Linked DNA regions of Mus musculus: all the other regions are linked to region 4. Evidence: chromatin contacts called from public HiCAR-type and promoter capture Hi-C data. All regions are on one chromosome and are shown on one strand. The core of a region is the stretch at or near the end of the contact, and the rest is flanking DNA. Distances in the headings are between cores, read along the strand shown. Region 1 holds the start of Zfp266 (zinc finger protein 266). Region 2 holds the start of Zfp426 (zinc finger protein 426). Region 3 holds the start of Slc36a4 (solute carrier family 36 (proton/amino acid symporter), member 4). Region 4 holds the start of Zfp558 (zinc finger protein 558).

The links. HiCAR-type assays count read pairs that join an accessible place to other places. Capture Hi-C pulls out chosen DNA fragments and counts their contacts.
Region 1: a HiCAR-type map of astrocytes shows a contact between it and region 4, with 7 times the contacts expected there. The contact joins the promoter of Zfp266 here to the promoter of Zfp558 in region 4. A contact is called at or near these places in 1 of 39 promoter capture datasets (second pharyngeal arch cranial neural crest) and 1 of 115 datasets of contacts at active chromatin or transcription factors (astrocytes).
Region 2: a contact with region 4 is called in a HiCAR-type map of astrocytes, with 4 times the contacts expected there. The contact joins the promoter of Zfp426 here to the promoter of Zfp558 in region 4.
Region 3: a promoter capture Hi-C map of adipose tissue shows a contact between it and region 4, with 4 times the contacts expected there. The contact joins the promoter of Slc36a4 here to the promoter of Zfp558 in region 4. A contact is called at or near these places in 4 of 39 promoter capture datasets (the 3T3-L1 cell line, cranial neural crest, maxillary cranial neural crest and 1 more) and 1 of 9 other capture datasets (adipose tissue).

The regions. Positions count from the first base shown.
Region 1 is chr9:20,519,672-20,522,875 of GRCm38.p6, reverse strand. It overlaps Zfp266 (zinc finger protein 266), which reads left to right and starts at 1,457. Exons shown (of 9, transcript NM_001082485.1): 1 at 1,457-1,532; 2 at 1,757-1,856.
Region 2 is chr9:20,491,064-20,494,493 of GRCm38.p6, reverse strand. It overlaps Zfp426 (zinc finger protein 426), which reads left to right and starts at 1,748. Exons shown (of 9, transcript NM_001110309.1): 1 at 1,748-1,796; 2 at 2,043-2,108.
Region 3 is chr9:15,708,244-15,711,534 of GRCm38.p6, reverse strand. Slc36a4 (solute carrier family 36 (proton/amino acid symporter), member 4) reads right to left here and starts at 1,797. Exons shown (of 11, transcript NM_172289.5): 1 at 1,698-1,797. The coding sequence starts at 1,743.
Region 4 is chr9:18,471,863-18,475,461 of GRCm38.p6, reverse strand. Zfp558 (zinc finger protein 558) reads left to right here and starts at 1,903. Exons shown (of 8, transcript NM_028935.1): 1 at 1,903-2,108; 2 at 2,468-2,576.

The sequences.
Region 1 (3,204 bases), core at 208-2,707, 2.0 Mb before region 4:
CCAATTTAATGCCTTTATTTCTATTTATTATTATTATTGATGTATGGGTGCTTTTCCTGCATGTATGTCTGGGCATTGCATGCTTGTCTCATGTCCATGGAGAACAAAAGAGGTATCAGGTATACTGGAAAAGGAGTTACAGACACTTGTAGGCTGCCATATGCGTACTGGGAACTGAACCAGGGTCCTTTGGAAGAGCAACAAAGGTTCTTAACCACTGAGCAATCTCTCCAGACCAACTTCTCCATTTCTTTAAAACATCTTTTGATCTCCCATTCATGGTCCCCTTTCTAGGTTCATGTCTTATATTCACAGTCACAGCCATATGAGACACACACACACACACACACACACACACACACACACACACACACAAAGCTAGTATCCATATAGGATCCATGTGAAACTATGAAGTAGTTTATAACTCTTTCTGGCCTTGAACTCACAGAGATCCACTTGTGTTTGCCTCCTGAGGGCTGTTAAAGGTGCATATCACTATGCCTGACCTAGTTTTACTCTGAATTATTCCAAAAATAGAAAACACCCAAGCTGTTAAACTGTCTCTAAAAATTAAGTCGTTTGGGCCAAAAAGCTGGCTCAGTGGGTGAAAGAGAAGCTGACTTCCATTGCTGAAACCCATGGTGATAACGGACGCCTGAAAGTTGTCCCCTGACCTCCATACATTGCCATGTACATGCCTGCTTACTCTGTTAAACCATGCACACACATACACACACCCCATTATCACGAAAAATCAGGAAAAGATGTTAGGAACTAAGCATTTTGGATACAGGGTTTCATGTATCCCAGACAGACTGGCCTTGAATTTACTATGTAGCCAAGGATGGCCTTGAACTTTGTCTTCTTCTCCCAAGCACCACTAGTACCATCTACGGTACTGGCGATGGATCCCAGGGCTTCGTGATGCTAGTCCGGGCTCTACTAACAGCCCTGGGTGGTGAAAACGTGATGGAATCAAGGACTGAGGTGTTAGCAGAGTCCAGAGACACACAAAGACAGGTCGACATAAAGGTGTCTGGAGACAGCACTAACTGAATGGACCAAACGGATCATTTTTCCTGGGTTGGCAGATTGTGCAACATGGCTAAGGGCATCGCGAGCGTGAGGGAGAGGCGGGAGAGAAAAGCTTTTGTCAGCAGCATCTCCACCGGGGCGTCCCCACACCCATCCTCGCCCCACCGGTCCGCCATCAACCGAGGCGCACCCCGGCCTGGTCCCGCCTCTCGCCCCGCCCCCGCACTGCTCCCCCTTCAAGGTCTCGCTTCTGATCTCGACCTCTCGGCTCTTTTCCTGTCTCAACGCCCCTTATGAACCCACCCGAAAAAGGGTGCAACTGTCGGGACGCTGGAACAAACAAGTTTTTCTCTCCAGCTTGGAGAGCTCCAACGTGGCTGAGAACTCCGAGCCGGAAATGGAAGTGACGTCACGGCCAGCCCCCCCTTTTCTCCGAGCTCTGAGTCCTTCTCGGCGTTTGTCCGAGGGCTCTCCACGCAGCGCTCGGTGAGGATTCGGTGAGGAGCTGCGGGGGCGGCGCGGGGAGGGCGAGGACTCGGTAGGCCTGTGCGGGGAGGCGGGCCGAGCTCTGCTCGCGGGGTCCCGCGGCTTCCCGGGCTCTGCAGCCTTCCCGGGTGCCGCGGCCCGAGTGCGCATCCCGACTCAGCCCTGAGCTGTTTGCACCCACCTTTCTTCTAAAGCCGGTGTAAAGTAACCTTCGTGGAATTATTTTCCTCCCCAGAAAGAATAGACTTTTCGCCATTGGTATCACATTGAGACGCTGCATTTTCCATTCTTGGACCGGGCGATTCTGTTTGGGGGAGCCGAGCTTTGGCTGAAAGGTGGGTGAGGGCAGCCTTTTCCTCTTGTTTTTCTTTTTGTGTGTGTATGGAAAGGAATGCTTTATCCGATTATTTCGCTTTCGTGGGACCTATGTTTACCTGAGACACATTGCATTCTGATTTTTTTAAAAAGGCAACTTCGTTGTAGACTTTCGCAGAGTGCATTTATCTGTATATAAATATAAACGTACAAAGACCCGGGTCTTTGTGTTGAAGAAAAGTAAGGATAACAAGTTACTCTTGATTTGATGCTGGGGCCGCAACTCAGAGCCTCATGATGCTAAGCACTCTCCTGCTGAGCTACACCCTAGCCCAAATAGTTAGCTATTGTCTGAATGTTGTAGGCCTGTGCCTCCTTGCAGACTTTAAAAAATGGAGGCTTTGTTAGGTTAGTACTGATTAAACTGGTTGGTTTTTCAAGGAAAATTAAAATACAGTTTATGTTGAACTATTTGAGAATAGGTTGGGAATTTCAGGCATGATTTTTTTACATAACGGGGTAATACATTTTCTAAAAAAAAAAAAAAAGAAGATACTGACCCAGTAAGACCGTAAATACTGATCTTTCAGCCAAGATAATAAAAAATTAATATTATCTAATATCTTCTTTGTGTGAAATCAGAATTCTTCATTGTTATAAGTTTTTGGGTGTTTTTGCATCTAAGATCTTTTCAAAGTTTCTTTGTTTTTCTAATAGTGGGAATTGAATCTAGGGCTTTGTGCATGTTTAGTAAGCTCTCTTACTGAGCTATAAACCAAGACCTCTTTAAGGCATTTTTGCTGTTATTTAATCTATTTTAAGTTGTTATCTGTTTATGTGTGGGGTGTGGGTTTCTGCCTTGAGTGCAGTGCCCCTGGATGTCACAAAGGGCCTTGGCTCCCTACAGCTGCGTTACAGGAGGTTGTGAGCCACCTGGTGCGGTGCCGGTGTGGTGCTGGGAACCAGATCTCTGGTTCTGGAAGAGCCGTATGTACTTTTAACTAAGTCTTCAACCCCCATTTTAAGGTTCTTATATTGAAATTTTCAGATACCTTTTTAGGATCTTTGAACCTAGGGTAGGTCATGTTGTTTGTTATAGTAACTTTTTAAGGAGGTATGCATTTTCGCATTTCGATGGTTTGTTTCTGTTGGCATTTTTCTCCATTTAAATTTTTTTCTCCATTTTTGATTTTTTTTCACTGTAGACTAACTGATGCTTGGATTTCTGAGTGAAGTGGTATATAGCTCTTGCCTAGAATGTGTGAGGCCCTGGGTTTCAGCTTCAGCACACCAGTGAAGGGAGGTAGTGACAAAAATCTAGCTTAAGCCTGTTCTTACAGTCCTGAATAACTGTATTACCAATTGATG
Region 2 (3,430 bases), core at 499-2,998, 2.0 Mb before region 4:
TGTCAACTTGACACAGGCTGGAGTTATCACAGAGAAAGGAGCTTCAGTTGGGGAAATGCCTCCATGAGATCCACTTGTAAGGCATTTTCTCAATTAGTGATCAAGGGGGAAAGGCCCCTTGTGGGTGGTGCCATCTCTGGGCTGATAGTCTTGGGTTCTATAAGAAAGCAAGCTGAGCAAGCCAGTGGAAGCAAGCCAGTAAGAAACATCCCTCCATGGCCTCTGCATCAGCTCCTGCTTCCTGACCTGCTTGAGTTCCAGTCCAGTGTGGAATTGTAAGCTGAAACCCTTCCCTCCCCAACTTGCTTCTTGGTCATGATGTTTGTGCAGGAATAGAAACCCTGACACTAAGACAAGCAGTTAGTGCTCTTAACCGCTGAACCATCTCTCCAGCCCACACCCCAGTTCCTTTCTTTAAAAAAAATTTTTTTTTTTTTTTGCCAGCTGGGCAACATGACCCTGGGTCAGATCTATTTGAAAAGAACAACACTGGTGTACTTAAATAATCTTGGCAATATTTTTGTGTAAATAACCCATCTGACCAAGTGGCTAGACTTGTAGTCTCCTGTCTCTTAAATTGTTCAAAGTCTAATCAGGGGCTGGGACCTAGAGGTTTTAAGGATGAGTGTGTGTAAAATGCCTAACTCTAAGGTATATATAATTACATTTGAGGTCAACTCATATTTGGCCATGTGCTTTAGTAAAGAGCTTTTCCTTGAGCTCTAAGTGTGCAGTAAGAAAGTCTGCCTTTTCACTGAGAAGTCATACTGGCATATTGTTTCTGAAGCAACGCAAGCCCCTGGTTGAGCAAGTTCATGGCAGAGAGGGTAAATGGGTCTCTTGACAAACTGATCTTGCATCCTGTAATAGATCAGGGCCATAAATGCTTTTACTTTCGTCAGAAAGTGATTATAGCTTCATTTCTCTTTGACTCGCATTGACCAACAGATGTCAGCAGAATTCAGCCTAGTAACATTACAGTTTTCAGCCTCTCAACTGTTGCGTGGTTAAACTGGCTCTTCATTCATGTTATTAGGGACCATCAGTAACCAGGAGTGTCGAATCTGAGTGACTGGGCATTTTTCCTGTGACTTGAGATGACAAAAACCCGGATTTGAGCTTACTGTTTGCTTAGGGCATTCAATAGAACCGGGGACTTGGGAAAACAGTTGCTGGGAAAGATGCAGATACGCGGTTAAGACGAGTTCAAGACCCACCCAGTAACTACTTCAGGATTCTCAGTCAGAAACCCAGTTATTTCCATTGGGCTCCTGAGGCTGGTGGAATGGGCTTAGGTAGGGTAAATCTGTTGAAGCACCCTTTATGGTCGCAGCCTACGAAATACAATTTCAACATCTTGAGAGGTCTAGATGATTACGGAAGCGAGACTGCCTTCTGTTTCCTACTGGACTAGGGTGCACTAGAAAGCAAGGGTTCTAAGAATGCAGCGATGGCAGGCAAAAAAATTTCCTGAGCGGACGCTGGGTACCCACAAGAAACCCTGTGGTTAAAGGACTTACTGGTCCTGGCACCACCGTTGCCCGGCTCACAGCCTGGATTCTAATTCTGTCTTGTCCTGGAGACCAGCGTCGGCCTCCAGCTCCCGCGGTGAAGCCCTTACAGCCCCTCCGCCCTGACACTGCGGAGAAACTAGAAATCTGACAGGAATTCAACCGAGGTAGACTCCCGGGCCTGGCTCTGCAGCAGACCGAGCGCGAGCGGAAGTGACGTCATGCCCGCGCCCGTCTCTTCCGGCTCTTATCTGCACTGAAGAGTTGCGGAGTTGCCTGGCATTCGTGAGTTCTGCGGTACAAGGACTACCTGGAGGCGGAGGGGGAGATAGAGAACGAGAGTGCAGAGCTCTGCTCCGCTTGCCACGGCGCCTCCGGGCGCGGCCAAGCCTGAGTCCTCTCTGGCTGTCAGTCGCCAGGCTGGGGAAGTGCCCAGAGGGCGGGCCTGGCGATGGCTGCGGCTACGATGCTGCTCTTCAAAAGCCGCCCAAGCAAATTCTGTGCGAAAGGCTCTTTTATTTTTCTCCTCAGAAATGAAATTTTGCCGGAGTAGTTGGAGTGATCAGCGCCATACACCTTGCGATTTCAGCGCCTCTGGTGAGCACTCAGTGAAAGGTCGCTTTTGGAAAAAGCCGTATTCCCTTTTAAAAAAATATTAGAGACGAATGTCGGGGTGAGAACTTAATTCATATTGTTAGATTGTACTTTATTTAGTGAGTGCGTGTTTTATTTTGACCATTAGTTTCAGATACAGAGACAAATTTCTTAGTTACTTCGAATGTACGTCTTTCTTGAGAGAATATAAACATTGGTAGACCTCCAGCCCATTCATAAAAACCTAGCGGGCAAGCCTTTACTCACGGCACACAGGTGGCAAAAGGATTTCTGTGAGTTCTTGGCTAGTCTGGTGTACAAAATGAGTTCCAGGCCAACCAGTGCTACGTGGTGAAATACTGTATTTATTAAAAAACAAACAAGCAAAAACCTAACAAACAATAATAGTGAGCTTTTTTCCACCTCCAAAGTTCCTAGGCCTGTGTTTGTTTCCTCATCCCTTTATCTCTCTGTGCTAGTGGTCCATTCAGGGCCTTGTGCGTGATACACATACTTTTCTCTTCGTTCTTAGATCTGTTCATCACTAAACTGCTTGGAGCTCACAGAAGAAATGTGGAAAGCTAGATTATTAAAAATCATAGAATTAACTATTAAGAAGATTGATAAATTAGTGTTCTCTCCCCAACAATCCCCCCCCCCCCATTTCTCTTTTTAAAAAAAACTTAGACGTACTAGCATATTTGATGGTCCAGTATCTGTTATGCTGCAGTCACCTCTTGCAGCAGTCCGTGTCTACTCTTTCCCCAGCAAGATATATTGTATGGTGACTTGTTTGCTAAGATGTAAACTGAAAATAAAGGGCAACATGGTAGCACATAGCAGTGATCTCAGGAGTTGGAGCAATAGGAACATGATTTCTTTTCTTTTCTTTCTTTCTTTTTTTAGATTTATTTATTTTATATATGTGACCACACTGTCACTGTCTTCAGACACACCAGAAGAGGGCATCAGATCTCATTGTAGATGGTTGTGAGCCACCATGTGGTTGCTGGGATATGAACTCAGGACCTCTGGAAAAGCAGCCAGTGCTCTTAACCACTGAGCCATCTCTCCAGCCCCAGAACATGATTTCTATGCCAGGATAGTTACATAGTTTCAGGCCAGTCCAGTCTGCATAGTTATACCCCTATCTCCGAATAAACAATAATAGATACAACACTTGACTGTTAAATACTTGGTAATGTACCACCTAGATTAGGACATTGTCTTACTGAAAGCAAAATATTATTAGATTCAATCAAGAAAATTAAAGAATAGAGTTATTTGGGTATTCAGCTCAGTTGATAGAGTGTTTGTGTGTTATC
Region 3 (3,291 bases), core at 548-3,047, 2.8 Mb after region 4:
TGGCTTTCCATCGGACAATAACGACCTTGACCCTTACAAATGCTGCAATGAGTCTTCTGGCAGACATTTGTGTGTGCGCTGTGTGTCTGTGGAAGCACTTGTGGCCCAGCGTGTGTACAAGGGGTCTGCCGGATGCTAACTGTGGGGACGCTATTCTCCCTCCCACCTTGCTTGAGGCAGGGACTCTCTCTTCTCCGATGCTGAGCTTTGCAGCTGGCATTCAAGCACATGAGCGACTGTCCTGCCTCTGTCTCCCATGTTCTACTGCTTTCCATGGGTTCTGGGAGTCCCAGTTCAGGTCGTTGGTCTTGCATGGGAACTGCTCTTACCCTCTTAACCATCCTCTCAGCCTGATACAGTTTAACTGCATGATTTACTTTGAGAAATTGTCTACACATAAAACTGCTGAGTGAAAAGATGAACTTTTCCAGAGGGCAGGGCAGAGTCAGGACCTCAGTGTGTGGACCACACTGGCCTAGAACTCACTGTGTGGCATAGGCTGACAGCCCGCTTGCCTCAGCCCCATAACACTGGGTTTGCAAGTGTGTACTGCTACCACACCAGCTTTATACATGCTAATGATAACATACTATCCCGCTCCTGCCAATCTCCTCACAGCTCAACAACATGGGTTGAACTGAAGAGTCTCATAAACTTGAGTTTGTAGTAACAAGGCCCTGCCTTAGGCAAGAACAATTGCAAGACAAAAGAACTTGCCTCCCTGAATTCTAGTGTGGATCAAGTAGTCATTGGCTAGCATAGTATACAGCACCCTGCTTGACAGTCTGTTCTCAATGAAAGTTAGACTTAGAATTTCTACCTTTGTTGAAAACAACCATGAAGTGTTGGCACATTATTATAGGCATGCCAGTCTATAAATTACTTCAAAGTATGTTTTAATTTAATCTCTTTCTTTAAGAAATATTTCTTAACACAGTGTGCTGCTAGGAGGACATCTTTCTATCCTGATCCTGGCTTCTGTTTTCTTTCTGGCAGTAGTAAACAGAAGCAAGCCTTCCAAAACCATGGAAACAGAGCGCTCAGGGCCTGTCAGAGCCCAGGTACGTGCTATTTTTCAGGCAGCAATGTCCCGTTAGAACAGCTGCGCAGCGAGGAGTCAACGGAGGCTTCAGCTGGAGATGCCCAGAGTTGAGATCCAGGCTCAGAAAAGAAAACAATGATAACTTCCTTAAAGCATCCTGGAAAAAAACAGAGTGGCAGCAGTTCCCGCCTCCCTTTGACGTGGACAAACGGGGCGACTCCCCGCACTGACGCACAGTGCTACAAGCACAGGCCCGTGGACAGACAGATGGACAGAATGACAGGCATACAAAGACTGACAACTCAAAGGCAGACAGACCTCACACTCGGTGCAGCGACCTGCAAGGCCCCGCCAGGCCTGGGGACCACTGTTCTGTGCTGGTCCTAGAGGAACTCACGCCAGCCAGGGTCCTGGGACCCACCAGCCTCTGCCTGGAGTCTCTGCATACGCCGTCACCCCGCCATCCCGCCATCCCGCCACCCTAGTGCTCAGTGCGCGCGCAGAGACACCCCCACCCCCTACCCCCCCCACGGCCAGGCGCGCGAGACACCGGGAGCCCGGATGCCGCCGCAGCGGACGCGAAGGCCGACGCGCCCTCACTGCGAACGCGGGAGACGCCCACGCCCCGGGTTGGGTCAGGCCGGCAGACACCCACCGAGCTCCTCGCATCCCGCCGTCTCCGCCGGCGCCGGCGCTTCCATCCCTCGGGGGTCTCCAGGTCGCCGCCGCCCGCTCTGCCGGCCGCACCGCCGAGCATGCGCAGAGCCGCCCCGAGGGGCGGGGCCCGGGCTGGCCTTGACCGTAGCCCACGCGGGTCTGCGCCTCGGGGTGACAGGCGCGGCGCCTACAAGCTGAGGAGCGATCCTCTGAATCCCCGGGCTTCGCATGCCGGAAGAAAGGGCCTCGGACCACGCAGAAAGCAGGCAGACTGCAACTCCCGACGACCGACTGGCAGTGTTCCTCCACCCCAATTGACACTAACAAACGCAGCTAGATGTAGGCTCCTGCACTGGCATCTTAAAGACAGCTAACACTAGGGTTAAGGCAAAGAGGGAAGTGTCGACATCCACTATCAGGCACTACACTACATTGTCATATGGTTCTTTGGTCATATGAGAGACAGCGCAATGCAGTCTGTAAGTCACTGTGCCACTGTCCACACAAAGGGTAAGACCCTTCGGTAGCACCACCACCAACAACAACAACAACAGTAAGCCAATGAAGGCAGGGGAGGGATCTGCCACTGCAGCAGGGATTCTCAGTCTGCATACGAAGCTGGCTTGCGGAAACCGTTTCAGCCTGCCTATTAAGTATTGCCTACTTTCAACTTTAAAGTGGCTTCACTATCTGCTGACTTCCAGAAGGAGGGGCACCTTCTCCCTATCATCGGAACAACTCTATGGGTGGACCTAGGAAATGCAATGACAGTACCTGGAAGAGCCCTCACTGTTGCTAACAACATGACCTTTACTGCAATATCTTTGTTTACTCTTCGTGACTGACTCATCCAACTGAAAGCTAAGAAAGACAATGGTGCGTGAGTTTAACTTACTTTGAAAAGGCTCCACACTGTGCTAACAGAGGTTTTTTTTTTTTTTTTAAATAAATATATGGCATGGACTGCCTTAGTTAGGGTTTCTATTGCTATGATAAAGCACCATTGACCCAATGCAACTTGAGGTGGAAAGAGTTCACTTCAATTGGAAGTCCATCACTGTGAGGACAGGAACTCAGGTCAGGAACTGAAGAAGCCATGGAGGGATGCTGCTTACTGGTTTGCTCTGTGTGGCTTGCTCACACTGCTTTCTTATAGCACCCAGAAACGGCTCCTCATTGCCGGCACTGAGCTGGGCCCTTCATCAATGAAGACAATACTACCACAAGCTTGTCCTCAGGCCAATATGGAGGCATTTTCTCAATTGGGGTTCTCTCATTTCAGATATATCTAGAATTGTATCAACTTTGCAAAATACAACCTGCACATTTACAAAAGAAAACTAGAATGGCTCGGAAAGGTGAGGACGCAGCAGCCAAAAGCAGAGCAACGGACAAGGGAAACTGAGGTCTGGGATCCGTCCAGCAGCTCTGGACTCTCTAGTCAGGAAGTTGAGAGAAAGGCAGCAACTACACATCAGAGCTGAAGAACACTTGTCATCCAAGGGTGTTTGTTTCCAGAACTGAGCAGAGCACTGACCTCCCAGTGCAGCAAGCGAAAATTAACCGAAGCCAAGAAATATTATTATAAAATG
Region 4 (3,599 bases), core at 654-3,153:
GATATAATAATAAATAAATCTTTAAAAAAAAAAGAAAATGTCTCCATGAGACTGACCTGAAGACAAGTCTGTGGGGCACTTTAATGATTAGAATTGATGTGGGAGAATCCATTATACCATGGGCAGTGCTATTCTGAGGAAGAAATCTTGGGATGTATGAGAAAGTAAGCTAAACAACCTAAGGTTTTAATACAGTAAGCAGTGTTCTCTACATCTCCTGTTTTAGTTCTCCTGCCCAGACTTCTCTCAGCGATGAACTGTGATTAGGATGCCCTTCCTTCCTTCCTTCCTCAGGGGGCTTTTGTTTTCTTTCTTGTTTTTCTTTTCTTTTCTTTTCTTTTTTCTTTTTTTTTTTTTTTTGCCAGAATGTTCTATCACAGTAGTAGAAATCAAATTAGAACACTGACTTTTTTTTTCTTGTAGTATATACCCAATAGCATAGCAGGAATCTTTATCTTCCTGTTAGAATGCCTTTCATCAAGAAAAGAAAAAGGCTCATGCGAATTAAAGCTGTACAGAGTCACAAAGGCAAGACCCGTTCTCGTGAGTTTACCATGAGCTGTATATCAATGGTTCTCTACCTTCCTAATGTAACTGTGACCCTGTAATACAGTTCCTCATGCTATGGTGACCACCAACCATAAAATTATTTTCGTTGCTACGTCATGACTATAATTTTGCCATTGTTTTGTTTGTTTGTTTGTTTTTGTTTTGTTCTGTTTGTTTGGTTTGGTGGGTTTTTTTTGTTTGTTTGTTTGTTTTGTTTTTTCGAGACAGGGTTTCTCTGTGTAGCCCTGGCTGTCCTGACACTCACTCTGTAGACCAGGCTGGCAGCCAACTCAGAAATCCGCCTTCCTCTGCCTCCCAAGGTGCTGGGATTAAAGGAATGCACCAGCACTGCCCAGATAATTTTGCCATTGTTATAGTAATGTAAATACCTGTTTTCTTACAGTCTTAGGAGATCTCAGTGAAAGTCATTTAACCTCCTACTCCACAAGGGGTCATGACCCACAGGTTAAGAACTGCATACAGTCCTAAGGACAGCATGTGCTTGAAGACATCTTCTGACTAGTAAGACAATCTGAAGTACACCCGTTCCTATTTACTACACCCTGGAGGGACAGGAATCCCCATTCCAAGAACGATTTTGTACTTAGAGGTCACAGGACTCTTGCCTGGCTCTCTCACTGGCAGTCAGAATTCTTCTTACACATTTTCACTTCATAGACGGCATTCTGACATGATCCAAGGAGGGTTACCTCCAGTTCCACCCCTGGGGGTGATCTTTTATATTCCGTAGGACCACAGGACTCACAACATCCCATCCATATTCCTATCCCAGTAACCAGCCTCTCAAATTCCTTGGGACAGTAGCAATCATACTTCATACCATACACTATTCCATATGTCCACCCCTGAAACTAATCTCCACCCCTTGTCAACTCCGTTCACTCATGACTTTATCTCTGCCCACCTGCCCCAGAACTAATCCTCACCCTAGCCACTTCCTCAGAACTTTTTCCCAGCTATTACACAAGCTCCCCCAAGCTTGCGCTTCCAGGTTCTACCATAGTCCGTCCTCTTACAGTTCCCAGGGTCGCCCTGGTCTCTTTAGCTGACCTATCCCAAAATCCAACTATGTACACAGTCACTAAACAAACTGGGAAGAACACGTACAATACGAAGGGGACCACAGACGTGTAATCTGCCCTAAAACCCGGACAAACTTTTGGGCGGAAGTGAACCTCGAGGCGGCGCTCAGGGCCGGAAGTGGAAGCGCGGGGCGGAACTGAAGGAGGAGTCAGCGCAGCGGATGTGGTCGATCTTGGGGTGGGCGTCTTCGGCGGCTGGGAAGGGCGACTCGGTGTGTGTACACGGGTTTTTAGTCGAGTTGAGAAAGAGCGCCAGCCGGGAGCGCCCTCTGCCTAGTGGCCCTGGACTCCTGCTACCTCCCGAAAGCCCCAGGCTGCTTCCGCAGCCAGCGATAAAACCCGAGCTCTTCCAGCTCGCAGCCCTGGGAATGCTTTTTGTTCTCACAGAGGGGGGCGTGGCAGGCGAGCTGAGGGATGGTCAGCCAGCGGGTCCTGTTCTATCTCCTGAGCTGCAAGGTGCGTTCAGGGCGAATTAGCACATGTGCTGAGGGTGGAAATCCTTCCAGCTCTGTGAAGTTCATTCAGCCCCATCACCTTTAGGACCTCTACGTTTACTGCACGTGGAAATCACCAAAAGAGCTCTCTCTAGTCAATACATTGAGCAATTGAATAGACACATCATTCCAGCTTCTGCTGAGTTTGTGCCTGCATAGATATTAGGTAATTCCTTTTACACAGCCAAAACCTGGGCTATTATTACACGTTAACTGTGTAGATACACGTGGCGAGGGGCAATGAAAGGTTTTGTTTTTTTCTGTCACAGTTTGAATGCTTTCCATAAAAGGACTCATCAATCTTTGTGCCTTATTTTCCAGACAAGAAAAACATCATGCAAACTCAAACTTGTGTTGGACCCTCAATGTTGTGTTGAAAACGCCTGAATGTCCACCTGCCCTCATTAATCTATTAATTTCATGTAACCAGGTGAGTACGATGTGGAATATGAAACAATGGGGTTCCACCTGATCCTGCAGTGTAGAACTCCTTTTCTTCTGCTTGTAACAGGTTGTAATTCTAAGATTGCAACCTGTTTAAAATGAGGGTTATCTCAAGAAGCTGTATTAATATTTGATGGGTTATATTCAAGGGATGGATACAAAGGTGTGTGAAAAGTAAATATAGTTAAATGCAAATTACACAAAATAAAAGTAATTAGCCATGAATAAGCATATAAATGCAGAATTTTTTGTATACTTATACCAAAATTTTCAGAATATTATATTAAGTACAAATATATGAAATATTTGTGTCTATTTTTAGTACTTACAAGTCTGAAGTAAATGTTAGAAGTACTCAGTGGCACTCTTCAAGCGCATTCCATGTGACTCCTAAAAACCTGCAAATTGTCATGACGTTTTAGAATACAAAGGCATATATGAAAATGATGTCTTGAGTGTCCTTACATTAGGAGCAGAAATTTTAAAAATTGAGTAGCTACTAGATGTTTATAAGATTGAAAATATTTAGAAGAGTATCAAAGAACAAGGTAGTCTCCTTCCTTCCTTCCTTTCTTTTTTTTTTTTTTTTTCTGAGACAGGGTTTCTCTTTGTAGTCCTGGCTGTCCTGGAACTCACTTTGTAGACCAGGCTGGTCTCGAACTCAGAAATCCGCCTGCCTCTGCCTCCCAAGTGCTGGGATTAAAGGCGTGCACCGCCGCCACCACCACCCAGCGCTACCTTTCTTCCTAATAGGAATTGAGCATTCTGAATTTCTGAAATAGCAGTATGATTTTTTTCGTAATACAGGAGGTATTTATTAGCTGTATGTATTTGATTTCTTTTATGAAAATCTGGGGACCAAACACTTGTTGTGCACCAGTTAGGCCGATGCTCTACTACTGAGGTGCATTCCTACTCATGGCGTTTTTTTTTTATTTTAGCTTTCCTGTAATTATATTACAGGAATATTTGGTAATTGTGTAATGAAATTCATTATTACACAGGTTAG